2 separate regions of the Arachis hypogaea genome follow, and region 1 is linked to region 2. Evidence: chromatin contacts called from public Hi-C data. All regions are on one chromosome and are shown on one strand. Each heading gives the region's core, a stretch centred on a gene start, on an enhancer-like site or on the middle of the called end of the contact. The rest is flanking DNA. Distances are from core to core; before and after follow the strand shown. Region 1 holds the start of LOC112750582. Region 2 holds the start of LOC112750581 (T-complex protein 1 subunit beta).

Region 1 (7,048 bases), core at 1,286-3,785, 150 kb after region 2:
ATATTTAACAATTAATTACGTGCTAATAGAATTTGAAAGAGACAAAATACTATTATGCAAGTGGTGCCTATTTTATCTATCAACTCATCTGAATAGAATTAAAACAAAAATATGATAAATATCATCCAAAGAAACTAACCACACATAATCTATATGTATAGATTTTTTTTATAATTTAGACGATATATAGTATTCACCTTATTTGAATACTTATTCTTATTGGACTTGTAGATGTCGCGAACAAAAAAAAAAAAAGAAAAATGCATGTGTTTCAAAACTCTTAAGTACAAGTTTTATATGCAATTTATTGGAATTCAATATACAAATTGACTGATGTTGACATATGCAATATTATTTTTTAAAGAAAAAAGTTGATTTTTTATTAATATTAGTTAATATTTTAGATTAATATTTTATTTTTATATTATTAGTATTTATAATTTTAAATTTTAAATTTAATATAAAAATATTTTTGTTTATTAAGTATTATCTAAAATGTAAGATTTTAAAAATTAAATTGGTGATTAAATTAATAGAATTAAAAATTTAAAAATATAAAAATTCATCTGATATTTAATTAAAATTGAACTAAATATAATAAAATAATATATTTATGTATAAAATATATAAATTTATTAAAAAAAATTTTGTATTTTATTATTTTAAATTAGTTTAATCGCTAAAAAAATCGCTTTGACCGATTAACTATTTGTTTGATCGTTTTTTGGTTTTTTATCCATTCATTGCTGATAGATTTTTACTCTGAACTAACATAATTTAGTTGATTTTTTTGGTTATGGAAGAGGTGAAGGTGTTGTGTTGGGTTATGGATGATGGAGGTACTACACTAATTTGTGGGACAGCTTTTTGCTTAAATTTGGTGTTAAGAAATCGGACCTTTCGATTTTTTTGTTTTTAAGTTTTTGGATGCAAATCGGAGGTCCGTTTTGCATGGAGGGAGGATCTGAAATTCACATAAAATAAATCGGACTCTGCGATTTTTCCATAATCAATATTTTTTTTGACGATTTACATGAAATCGGATGGTCCGTTTTCTCTGTTAATTTGCTTTTTGAATTAAGTTCAAGAAATTGTTGGGTCTGAGTGGTGCCTGACACCACCACCAATGTTAAGCACCACTCCTCCCCATATCCAAGTCGAGCACCAACTTTGCCTCCATAATAAAATTAAAAAGCGACATAATTTAGTGTATGTTTGAATTAGAGTTTGTAAATGAAATTTTGTATAAAATTGATTTTATAAATTTAATTTTGATAAAAATGAGTTGGTATTAACGTGATTTATATAATTATATTTGATAATTTTGTGATAAAATGGATTATAATAAAATGAATGTTGTTTGGATTACATTATTTAAAATTATTTTTAGACAAAAATTATTAAAAAGGACATAAATTTATATTATTCAAATCTATATTATTTTAACATTTTTTACTATAATTACTTTTGAAAAGAATTTAAATTTATGTATTGAAAATTAATACTCTTTTGTTATAATTTGTTAATACTCTTCTTTCGTATTCTTTTTGTATTTAATTATATCTTTTTAATAAAATTTATATTATAAAAATTAATAATAATAAATAAAATATATACTAATTTAAGGATATATAGTAAAAAATATACAAAGTCAAATAAAAAAATAAAATTCTATAAAAAAAATACATATTAATAAAAATAATTAAAAAAAACATATGAATAATAAATATTAAAAATTCAATTAAAAAAATACAATAATATACATAAGTGAACATAAAAAATTCTAAACAAAAATATTCATACTATTAATAAAAAAATAAATAAATAATTGATAAAAATTAAAACTTAACAAAGAGTACTAATAATAATATTAAAAAATATTTATTTGTGAAGAAAAAAATTCAAAAACTCTGATGATTGTTTTTGGTATTTCTTGTTATAGATGAGATTGAATGACAAAATTGATAGAATGCCAATTAATTTTTTAATTTATGAAGTGAACGAAGAAGCTAAACGTAGAAGTTACAATTTGTTGCTTCTGGTAAACGAGAGTTCAAATCCAGAATCATGTTCGCGTTCAGAAGAAAAAAATTAGCCAAACAAAAATTACAGCGTTAAAAAAGATTGAACGCACTTTTTTTGCTTTCAACGTGTTTACCAAACATACTCTTAGTAGTTAATTTTTGGTTAATTCGTTCGAGCTAACTAGTTCGGTTAGAGAACTAAGTTTAGTTGGTTTAGTGGTTAGTTCACTAGTCTGTTTAAGTAAGCGTTGAGAGTTCGAATTCTGTCTGGTATATGCAGCAACCTACTCAGCGACAAACTTTTAAATAGAGTTCAGTTCAGTATCGCGACGGATTAATCCTTAACTTGTCGAAATAGAAATACCATAAAAAATAAAATAAAAAAATCAATTCGATTAGATTATCAAAAATGTTAAAATGATAAATTTTATTAGTCATATAATATTTTTTTTTTAAATAGGTCGAATTGCCTCATACATTTATATTAAGAACTAAGTTTTCGGATCAAAATGTGATAAAAACAAATTTGAGATTTACGATTTAGATAAGGATTTCAGTTGAAAACAAAATATTTAAATTTATATTAAGTTTATGGTGTAAATAAAAAAGAATCACGGAAACATGAGCATATGCATCCCAAGGTCCAACTCCAAGTCCATTAACCCAAACGTTAAAACCGCCCCCTCTTCTCAGTCCCTACTCCTTATATTAACTTAATTTCCCGGCCACCTCAGAAAAAAGCCTATTCAATCTCTTTGTTTCTGATTTTCGATAGAATTTTCAGCTCTCTCTTCCTCTGCCTACGCACCCCAAAACACTTGGCGGAGTGAAAGGGTTTTCTTCTCTCTTTCTCGTTCCTCCGATTCTCTTCCTTGTCTTCATGTAAATGGTGCTGCCGGGTTTGAACGGAGATAGAGGGACAGTTCCAGCGCCGGAGTCCATGGCGACCAGTCCCAAGCGATCAAACCGCCTTCATAATTTCAACCTTCCACACTTGAAGTGGGGAAGCCAGAAGTACCTGAGGTGCACAAACTCCGCCGGCTCTAGCCGCTCCAGCAGCGGAGATCGCCGATCTTCAGTTTCAATGTCCGATGAGTCACCGCCGAGGCGGAAGAGGGAAACGGAACAGGAGGGAAACCACTCGGTGGCAAAGATACCGAGGTCGCGAATCAATGGCAAGGGCCGCAGCGGTGCCGATGGCGTGAAGGACGGAATTGAGGCGATGAGGCAAAAACTGATGTTTGATCTGAAAACCGAGGCTGACAAGATGAAAGACGCCATTTTGAGGAACAAAGAGGACGACAAGATGAATGTGGGGGAGGATGAAAACGAGCGGGAATCGCCGCCTCTGTTAGCGAGGGAGGGCGCGAGGACGTGGAATCTGAGGACAAGGCGAGCGGAGTGGAAGATTCCATTCTCCGACGGCAGACTTGGCGGCGGCAGCGAGAAAGCGTTGAAGATTGATGAGAATTCCTCTCCTGCAAGAACTGACGGCGGCACCGTTAAGTTGCTGAAGCTTCGAAGCAATTCCGATAAGAGCGCGCCGAGGCCGAAATTCTCCCTTCAATTGTCAAGGAAGGAGGTTGAAGAAGATTTCATAAAGATGGTGGGCCACCGGCCGCCGCGCAGGCCCAACAAAAGGCCCAGAAGTATCCGGAAGCAATTGGATGTAAGTTGCATCGATTTTTCTTGACTTCTTTTAACTTGAATCTCTGCAGCGTCGCTGTACTCTTTGTTTGATTTGTTATAATCTGATTCTGCGCTAACGTGGTTGTGCAGGGTCTTGTTCCTGGTTCGTGGTTAACAGAGGTTACAGCAGATTTGTACAAGGTTGCTGAAGACGCAGGGAATGGAAAGGCGCGACAATCTGGGAAGGGGAAGGGAAAGGGAAAGGGAAAGGACAAGATGCTTGTTTCTTCTGACTCTGATGAAGAATCTTGATTTGAAACTTGAAAGCCTATAACAACAATCTTGTTTTGTTGCTTTGAAAGCTAATTTACTTTTGGTAGTAGGTACATAGTTCGTTCATTCGTTTGTTTATATGTCAATAACTCTCTACCGAAGAAAGTGGATTGTGATAGAAAAGAATATCTTAGTTAATTGATTAAAGCTTGTGAAGTTCTGTGGCTTTAAGGACGCATCTATATAGCATTCATTTAAGTTATTAGTCTAGATAATGATCAGTGGCAGTTACATAGATTTGGTTCTTCTAGTTTCTTGAGTTCTGAGCTAGGTTTCTTTAGGCTGGAGAAATTAAACTCAAATTCCATTAAAGCGCGCACCTTTTTGTTACTCTTTTTTTCCTTTGTTCTCTGAATTGTATCATGATTCATGAGTGAATGTTGTCTTTCTTTGTATATTTATGTTGCTGGTTTCACTCATATATTTAATAGAAAAGCAGTTATGTAGTTGCTAAACCGGAATATCAGATTTTAGTGTAATAGTATGTTTCTAATGCAGGCTATGCGATATGCTTATTTACTACGATAATTGTTTACTATGGTCCTGCAAAACTGGTGTAAACCAAGATCATATTGACCCATTTCTATGCAAAGAAGCTTCCAATTACGCGCTAAACGTGGTGGGGAAGAAGGTGTCGAGAAGCAATTTTGTTGGGTAGCTAAACTGTAGTAGGTATTGAACCTTGTTACTGGCAATCGGACTTTACAAGCTCGCGAAACGTGAATTCGACTCTCCTGAGAAGAGTTCATCTTCGAACCCAATATCATGCATCACAAGTTTCTTTCACAAGTGATTTGGTGTGGAGTCGTGACCACCAAGAAGGCAAGAATAGAATAGCTCTAGCAATGGCAATGGGCCGGTTAAAAATGCCCTGAGTTCCAGCCCAACTCCATCACAGGCCTCCATTTAAGATTGCATTTCTGCGGAAATCTATGCGTGTAAATGAAAAAACAAGAAAAACAATAATGGGACGAAAAAATCAGGGGAGTGGATACTCTTCAGTAGAAAAAAGACGGGATGTTATCCAGTGTTTAATATAACCTTTTATTGTTTTCTCTCTCTTATTTAATTTTGGTCCTACTTAGAGAATTAAAGGTGAAAGATCACACTTTATTCTCTCAAATGTTTTTTTCACTGGAGATGATCCATTTCAAAAAATCAGAGACATTTTAATTGCATTTAAACACAATTTGCACTAGTGACCAAGAAAAAAAATTTCAAAAATTAATTTAAGAATGGATAAAAGTAGTGTAATTCAAGTATACTGTATCATGGTATGTGTAATTGCATATAGACAGTTTTAACCACTTTTTTCTTAGACTAAGCGGAATGTAACCTGTGTTTTGTAGGAGCACAGAGCAGCTCACAACTTGCGTTTCCAGGTGAGAGGTGTCGCATGTTTGACACGTAGACAAGCTGGCCCTTTATATGCTTCACACTCCATCTGCATTTTGCTCAAGTCGATGAAGAAGAAATGTTCTGAAGAGAAAAATGAACAAGCTTGTGTGTGAAGAGAGAAAATCAATGAGGGTTGTGAGATATTATTTTGTTGTGTCAATTTATTTGTGTTAAAATAGTTCATGATTTTACGTTAGTTCAAGAACATATTATTGAATATTTGGATAATCTTCAATTTGTAAGCTTTTTTTATTATGTCAATTTATTTGTGTATGTTGTTATTATAGCTATTATTATTATTATTATTATTATTATTATTATTATTATTATTATTATTATTATTATTTTATTTTCTATTATTATGTAATTATTATTATTATACTGTTGTTGTTGTTGTTGTTGTTGTTGTTGTTGTTGTTGTTGTTGTTGTTGTTGTCTACGGCAGGCTATCATGACTTTATTGTCAAAAAATTTGATCCACTAAAGACCTACAACGAGACCACTATAGCTGCCCTAGCATCAACCGGGTTAATGCATGTTTTCGCGATTAGGTAAGGTGAAAGGACATTTCGCACTATTGGGTGCTCTAGTGGAACAATGGAGTCTTGAAACTCACACGTTCCACGTTCAAGTTGGTAAAAAGGTGATTGTCACCCTAGAAGACGTGCTACATATTCTTGGCATGCCAATTAATGAGGAGCCCGAGATGGACAGATCGGACAGCAGTCACTCGTACTTGGTGGAGAACTGCATAGCAATTTTTGAGAAGCAGGCTGATCCGCAGGATCACACGTTAGGGAAGGTAAACCTAACATGGATTCAACAATGCAGAGTGTAACTGTAAGAACCGCGAATTAAAATAATTGATTAATTAATGTAAAATAATCATAATTTAATTGTCCGGAATAGGTCCAAAATTTTAGAATATTAATTAGAAAATATAAATATTATATTTGGACTTAGCAGATTTTTCTGAGTTGGAAAATATAATTTTTTTCGGAAAATTGCGTAAAAACGCGTACCGGTAAATTAACCGGCAGTACCGGCTTAAACCTATCCAGTACTGTGCGAGAATAAAAAAAATAGTAAAAAACCTTAGAAAAATGTTTAGAATTGAAAATCGTACACTAATTTTAAAGGTTTGGCCCAAAGTTGGGTCAAACGGGCCCAAAATTTTAACGGGTTGGATCGAAACCAAATTGGGTCCAAGCCCAACATATAAATACACTCAAATGAACACATTTCAGCCACATTCATCCTCATAACATAAACACAATAGCAGCTGAAGTGAGGAGAAAGGTGAGAGCTTTCTACCATTGTCACTATTCACTCCTCTCTTCCGGTGACCATAACTCGAGCTACGGTGCTCCGATTCGCGTGCCGTCAGCGGCTACGCGAAACTCTTGCCAAGTCCGTTACTTCTAGCTAGGTATTATGGTAAGATTTTCACTCATCTCTGTCCTGCTTATTGTCCTAAAAATTTCGAAAATTTAAATTTTGGTTTTGAGTGAATTTTTGTGTTTTGATTGATTAGGTGGTCTCTAAGGTTGGGCTATTGGTAGTTTGTACCTCAAAAACCATCATAAAAGGTCAGAAAACTCTTTACCTTGTGAAATTATGTATTTAGAAACCCTATGTATTGATTTATGGTAATTTATATGGTT
Region 2 (6,955 bases), core at 1,440-3,939:
TGTAAGAATGAAAAAAAATTTGTGGATCGCATAAAAGCTTTGTAATACAAATTCTAAATGAAATATATCATTACATTCCTATTTAACCAACCGTGCAGAGAAGATTTGCAAGAAATGAATCCAATGCCATCTTAGACTGAATAATGGCATTCTTCCACACAAAATAAGAATTGCATCCATGCAGATCCTATTTATTTAAATACACTAAATTTGAAATAGTTTTTCAGTACATCTCACCTTTAGTCTCATTACAGCATCCACAGCTAAGCTTGCAAAATGTTCTTTGTCTTGTGAGAGAATCTTGGAGCTCAAAGTAGTCATTGCAATGTTCATCAAGTCTGATCTAAATTTATCTGCATGTTACAGTAAATCAATGCATTAGGCTATGGAGCCAATCTCCCTCCCTCCCCAGTGCAATAGAAATGGGAAGAATCACACTCAAAATGGAAAAACAAATACCTGCGTCTGCTTTGTTGTCAACAACCTTCTGCAACAACACATTACGAGCACACTCAGCTGCCATTCGGTAACCTGAAAATCAATAGCAATAATATAAAGCACAGTAATCAGATAGTCAAGATTTTCCGCACTATAAGAAGTTTCAATCAGAGTAAGCTTCATCCTCAAGCTTCTGTGCTTCATTTTTTACAAATCTCGGACAATGTCTTCTGCTTTTCACTCATTGTTTTGGAAAGACGAAAGGTCAACTAAAATCAAACAGCACAAAGTATAAAGGAATATGAAATTTGCAAGGGGAAAAGACTGTATCATAAGGGAAGTTAGGGAATATTGAAATGCAAATAAATAAACCTGATATTATTGTCATAGGATGAATCTTAGCTGCAACCAGCTTTTCTGCTTCCCTTAAAAGTTCACCAGCCAATACAACAACAGAGGTTGTTCCGTCACCAACTTCATCATCTTGAACTTTTGATATGTCTAACTCACATTAAGGATGTTTATGGTACAGTTTAAATTTAGCTTCTGACATATGCAAGAAAATCTACATCCATGCTCTCATCAGTAGCTAAATGAAAATTATGTGAGTACCCAAGTAATTGCCACCTTAAATATATGTGTAGCATATGAAAAACAGCATCAGTTAAATTACCAGGATACTACCATAAATTATAGCCCAACATACCTAGTGAGTTGGCACAAATTCATCACATATCCATTGATGTCAGTATTCATGAAGTCGGACTATGGTGTGTTTTCACTGGGAATTAGAATGTCACTTTTGAAGACCAGCATAAGCCCAGATAATATATGCCCACTAATAGTAATAGAGATGTCCCAATTCCCAATGCAATCTACTAATGTGTTTCCCATGCAAAAAGCACTTCTGCACCACTCAGTGAACTACATTAGAAATTTAGAAGTGAAATCTATCATCAATTTTTCGATGATCTCTTTAGGGGAATTAGAAAGGATGGTGAGAGCATCTTGGATTCTTGGCGAACATCTAGAAGTTTGTAGGTTCCAAAGAGTGTTGGGGGCCTGTAATATATCCTAACACTAACCACATATTTGGGAGAAAGAGTTCCTTACATGCTCTTAAAAACTCAGAAAGTTGACCTTCTTATGATCTGGTTTGGACTCATTGTAGCATCCAGCAATTCCTAAGCTACCATCAGTCTATCACTACCCCAAGAATAATAGAAAATATTAGAAAATGAAAAGCCAAAAGGATACCAACAAGCACTTTAGCAGCTGGGTTATCAATATGGAGGGACTTCAAGATCGTAGCACCATCATTGGTCACAGTAACTTCACGCCCTCTTCCTGTTGACTGCAAGATTTTATCCTGCAGCAATCACATTGAAGATATACAGATTACTTACAACTACGAAGTATGAACAGAAAATAACATCATTTATCGATAAGGTTAATGCTGGGAAGAACAGATTGTTTTACCATTCCCTTCGGCCCTAGAGTAGTCTTAACCAAGTCAGCAATAGCCATGGCTCCAACAAAAGATGCCTGGGCAAATGCAAAGAACCATCACAACAAATGTAATTAAGAGTTAATCAACTTCCTCAGACTCAAATACCAAGGAGAATGCACGAAAATATTCGCTAACACAAACATATCACACTCACCATCCTGGCTCGCTCTCCTTTTTCTTGGCTGGCTTCATCTTTGAAAATTGTATCAATCTACATAGCATTCACCACTCACCCCCATAAGAAAATTATTAAAGGAAGATAAAAAAAATAAATAAATAAATAAAAATAAAGATAATAACGTTAGCAGAGATCTACTTACAGCCATTATGAAGTTTCAAAATTCAAAATGTGGCCACCTGCAAAGAGAACAGAACTCGCTAAAAATCTACTAAAATCAATTAAAAAGAAAGACAAAAGCTCTAAATAAATTCTAACAACAACAATTAAAAAAAAAAAGAAAAAAAAACTCACTGGTAGATGTTGGCAGAGTTGTTGGCGGCGGAGACAGTGGCAGAGTGGAGCAGTGAGGGAGAGAAGAGTGCAGCGAGTTACGTCGCGGCGGATTGTTTGGCGGAGGAGTTGCAGAGCGGCTGGAGATGTGGAAGCGAGGAGCAGCGAGGACAAAGGTGGTGTCTGATTTCTTAGGGTTTCTGGTGATGTCGCGAATATGGCGTAGCAATTGTAAGCCAGCAAATGAAAGTAGTAGGGTTTTACGATCCCGCAACCGAAATTATTATTATTATTATTATTATTATTATTATTATTATTATTATTATTATTGTTGTTGTTGTTGTTATTATTATTATTATTAAAATATTAAAAGTGACTTCGAATTTATTTGTGAGTTATACTGAAATTAAATTCTAATAACTTTTTAGTCCATCATTTTTAATTTTAATAAATTTTAATTACTAAATTAGTTTAAAAAATGTTATTTTATTAGAAAAATCAATCTCATATTATATTATTCATTTATATAAAAAATGTCTGAAAATTTTATAAAAAAAATTAAAAACCATTATATCTTCATTAAATAATAATAAATATTTATTTATCTAATTTTTTTTCAAAATTTAACTTGAGAATTGACTTGTCTAATAAAATAAAAAATAAAAATTAATTTAATAATTAAAATTTATTGAGAATCAAATCGTTTAATTTAAAATTTTTTAGAGATAGCTTTAGGATATTACTTTTCTCTTATTTATTAAATTAGTTTTATTTTGGGTGTCTTACAACTTACAAGGAAGATTACCTTTAAATAATAAATATATTTTTAATCAATTTATATCATAAATATCATTTTTATTTGATATTATTATAAAAATGTAGTATATGTGCATAAAAAATCAAGGATTTTTTATTTTTATAAATTAAATAAATGTAATAATTACCGAAATAAATAATTTAAAAAATATTTATCGAAATAAATACTTATCTCGTTTACACTGTAAACGAGATAATTTTGCACGTATCTTGTTTACAGTGTAAACAAAATATGTGTATTTTTTAATTTTCGTCGGTAAACGAGATATATGTATTTATAAATAATTAAATATAATTTATAAAAATAATAAAAAATATTAATAATATAGTTTGGATCAAATTTTTAAAAATAGAATTTTTACATGCTCGAGCTTGTGTTCAAATAAATCTTGGGTTGCCTGAAATCAAACATATTATAGTGGAGGGTGTGACTCATGAAATGGAGTACGAGAGTTTACAGTTGATTTATGCTACTTGTGCACGGTATGGGCATGATAAATCGTTGTGCAAGGAGAAGGAGTCCTTGGAAGGAAACAGAAATTTCTTTGGTGATGGAAAAAATAATGAAGCCCCGACACTAGTGCCACACAACAATCATGAGCTTCATAAAGAGGCTGAATCAGAAGCTTGTGATTTGGGTGAGAATTCTCGTAATTTGGGTGAGAAATTAGGAGTTGTTAAAGGGAAGGATGTGGTTACGAAATCATTAGCTCCTCACGTGCCTGATGGTCATGTTAATGCGGCATGCATGGATGATGGAGAGGGCTGGCAACAAGTGCTGCGTAAGGAAAAATTCATAATGGGCCAGTCATCAGGTTTGAAGGACCAAGATGGAAAGCAGCACAAGTATGGTTCGAGAATGGTTCCAAGGCCCAATTTGCATGGTGATGGAGGCAAATTAATTGGCATTAGGATGAGGAAGCAAGAAAAACATGAAATTGCACCATCTCTATTGTGCAGAACTCCTGCACGTCATGGAATTTCACTACGGAAGCGTCCTCGGCCTTCCTCCCTGCAAAACTCGCCAGTTGATAAAAATGGTGGCACAACGGAGAAAACCTTAGTAGATGGAAGCATGGCAGGTGCAGTGTTAGGGGGTCCGAAGGTGGCAATTATTGAGGATTGGAGTGTGCCAGTACCGTAGGACAAACCACCTATTGAGGTTGGTAATTCTGTTTAGAGTTTATGTTCTTATTTATTCTGTCCCTATTATTTATGGATAGTTTTAATATGATTGTTTGAAATATTAGGGGTGCTTCTAATAAGTTAGCCCTGGTGCATTGTAAGGAACTTGTTAGAAAATTTAGACATATTTTCTTTATTGTGGTTGAAACTCGCTCCCCTTTTCAGCATTTAAAATTGTTTTGGGAAAGGTTGGGGTATCACTCTGTTGGTATAGTAGAAGCAGAGGGGCATAAGGGAGGTATTTGGTTTCTATCCTCTATGAAAGGTGTTTGTTGTAAGTTCATTGATGCTTTTGATCAGGGTGTTACTGTTGAGGTTCAATTTGATAATTTAATTTGGAGGTGTAATGGTATTTATGGCAGTCCTCAATTTAATAAAAGGGTTCTCCTTTGGGATTATCTTGTTGCACAATCCATGGTTTTTCAAGGACCTTGGATTGTTCTTGGTGATTTTAATGAAGTCAAATTTTCTCATGAATCTAAGGGCTGTCAATTTTCTCATCAAAGAGCAGACATATTTGCTACTTTATTAGAGGATAGTGGTTTGTTTGATCTGAAGACTATTGGGAGGCGATTTTCTTGGTACAGAAGGGTGAAAAATTATGTTGACGTGGCAAAAAAGCTTGATCAAGTATGTATAAATAGTAGTTGGTTATCTATCTTTCCAGAGGCTTATGCAGAAGTTTTAAATAGGCTTCAGTCTGATCATTGCCCTATTCTGGTGCGTTGTAAAGGTCGTCCTCAGCCTAAAGGGAATCGACCTTTTCGATTTGTTGCTGCTTGGGCTACTCATCCTGAGTATTGGGATATTGTGAATCAGTCATGGTGGTCTGGTAATAGAGGGATTCATGGCAAGCTTTCGGAAGTATAGAAGAATTCACTAGAGTTTAACTCGAAGGTATTTGGTAACATTTTTGTTAAAAAATGTGAATTAGAGTAGCAGATTAATTATTTACAAAAGCGTTTGGAAGTGGTGGATAGTATTTATTTGCGTCAGAAAGAACAACAGTTACTTGATGATTATAATAATACTCTAGTGCAAGAAGAGCTCCTATGGTTCTAAAAGTCCAAAGAGCAGTGGGTAAGGTTCGGGGATAGGAATACAAGATTCTTTCATATTCAAACTCTTGCGCGAAGGAAGCATAATAAGATTCATGGCCTTTTTCTCAAGGATGGAGTGTGGGAAACTGATCCAGAGGTTCTGAGTCAAGAAGCAGAGTCTTTCTATAAAAGTTTATTCTGTCATTTGGATGATGTTGATTTGGGTTGCCTTGGTGATGTGCCTCTTCCTTCTCTGAATGAGGAAGCTTGCAATAATCGCACGACACCAGTTACTATGGAGGAAGTCAGAACATCTGTTTTTCACATGAACTCTTTTAAAGCTCCGGGTCCTGATGGGTTTCAAGCTTTCTTCTTCAAAGAATATTGGGAGATCATTGGTCTTGATGTTTGGAAGATGGTTAAGCAGGCATTCTCCAGTGTTACTCTTGATCCGAGAATGTTGGAGACTTTACTGGTTCTTATTCCAAAGGTTGAATCACCGTTATCTATGAAAGATTTCAGGCTGATTAGTCTCTGCAATGTAGTTTACAAGATCATCACGAAGGTCCTTGTTAATAGGCTTCGTCCTTATCTTGCGGAGATTGTTGGCCCGCTTCAAGGAGGATTTATTCCGGGACGAGGAACTCCTGACAACATCATTATTGCTCAAGAAGTTCTCCACTTTATGAAGAAGACTAAATCAAAGAAAGGCACACTGGCCTTTAAGATTGATCTGGAGAAAGCTTATGACAGAGTTAACTGGAGGTTTTTGACTTATACCCTTAAGAGCTTTGGTTTTTCTATTCCTACAATTAATTTGATTATGAATTGTGTCACTGCTTCTTCCTTATCTATTCTTTAGAATGGGAATTGTCTGAATGGCTTTACTCCTAGTCGAGGTCTTAGACAAGGAGACCCTATGTCACCCTATTTTTTTGTGTTGTGTATGGAGTGATTGGCATGCTTTATTAGTCATCAGGTTGATTTGGGCTTGTGGGAGCCGGTTGCTATTTCTAGAGGGGGACCAAGAATATCCCACTTAATGTTTGCGGATGACTTACTTCTATTCTGTAAAGCTACAAAGAGACAAGTGCAAAATGTGATGTTGGTTTTAGAGACTTTTTGCAAAGCATCTGGGATGAAGATTAATGTGAAGAAGTCTAAAGCGCTTTGCTCCAAGAATGTTTCTACAACAAGAAAAGAGGTTTTCACTGGGGTATCCTCTATCAGATTTGTCCAGGACTTGGGCAGGTATCTTAGAGTTACCCTTAGCCATTCTAGGGTGCCTCGTTCAGCTTTCAATGTTGTCCTGGATAAGATTCGGAGTAGGCCAGCAAGCTGGAAAGGGAATTTACTCAATCGGGCTGGTAGACTCTACTTGGTTAATTCTGTTGCAGCCGCTATTCCCACGTACCAGATGCAGGTCTCTATTTTTCCCAAAGGAATCATTAGTAAATTGGAGTCTATGATGAGGAATTTTCTTTGAAAAGGACAAGTTGATGGAAGAGGATTGAA

What was found. A called contact is a pair of places that touch in the nucleus more often than the background predicts.
Region 1: a Hi-C map of an unstated tissue shows a contact between it and region 2, with 8 times the contacts expected there. The contact joins the promoter of LOC112750582 here to the promoter of LOC112750581 in region 2. A contact is called at or near these places in 3 of 8 Hi-C or Micro-C datasets (leaf and an unstated tissue).

The regions. Positions count from the first base shown.
Region 1 is chr15:124,183,894-124,190,941 of arahy.Tifrunner.gnm2.J5K5, forward strand. LOC112750582 reads left to right here and starts at 2,536. Exons shown (of 2, transcript XM_025799371.3): 1 at 2,536-3,693; 2 at 3,804-4,441. The coding sequence starts at 2,911. The coding sequence ends at 3,965.
Region 2 is chr15:124,029,337-124,036,291 of arahy.Tifrunner.gnm2.J5K5, forward strand. It overlaps LOC112750581 (T-complex protein 1 subunit beta), which reads right to left and starts at 2,690. Exons shown (of 13, transcript XR_011872213.1): 1 at 2,421-2,690; 2 at 2,269-2,305; 3 at 2,103-2,159; 4 at 1,918-1,983; 5 at 1,696-1,807; 6 at 811-939; 7 at 460-531; 8 at 238-353.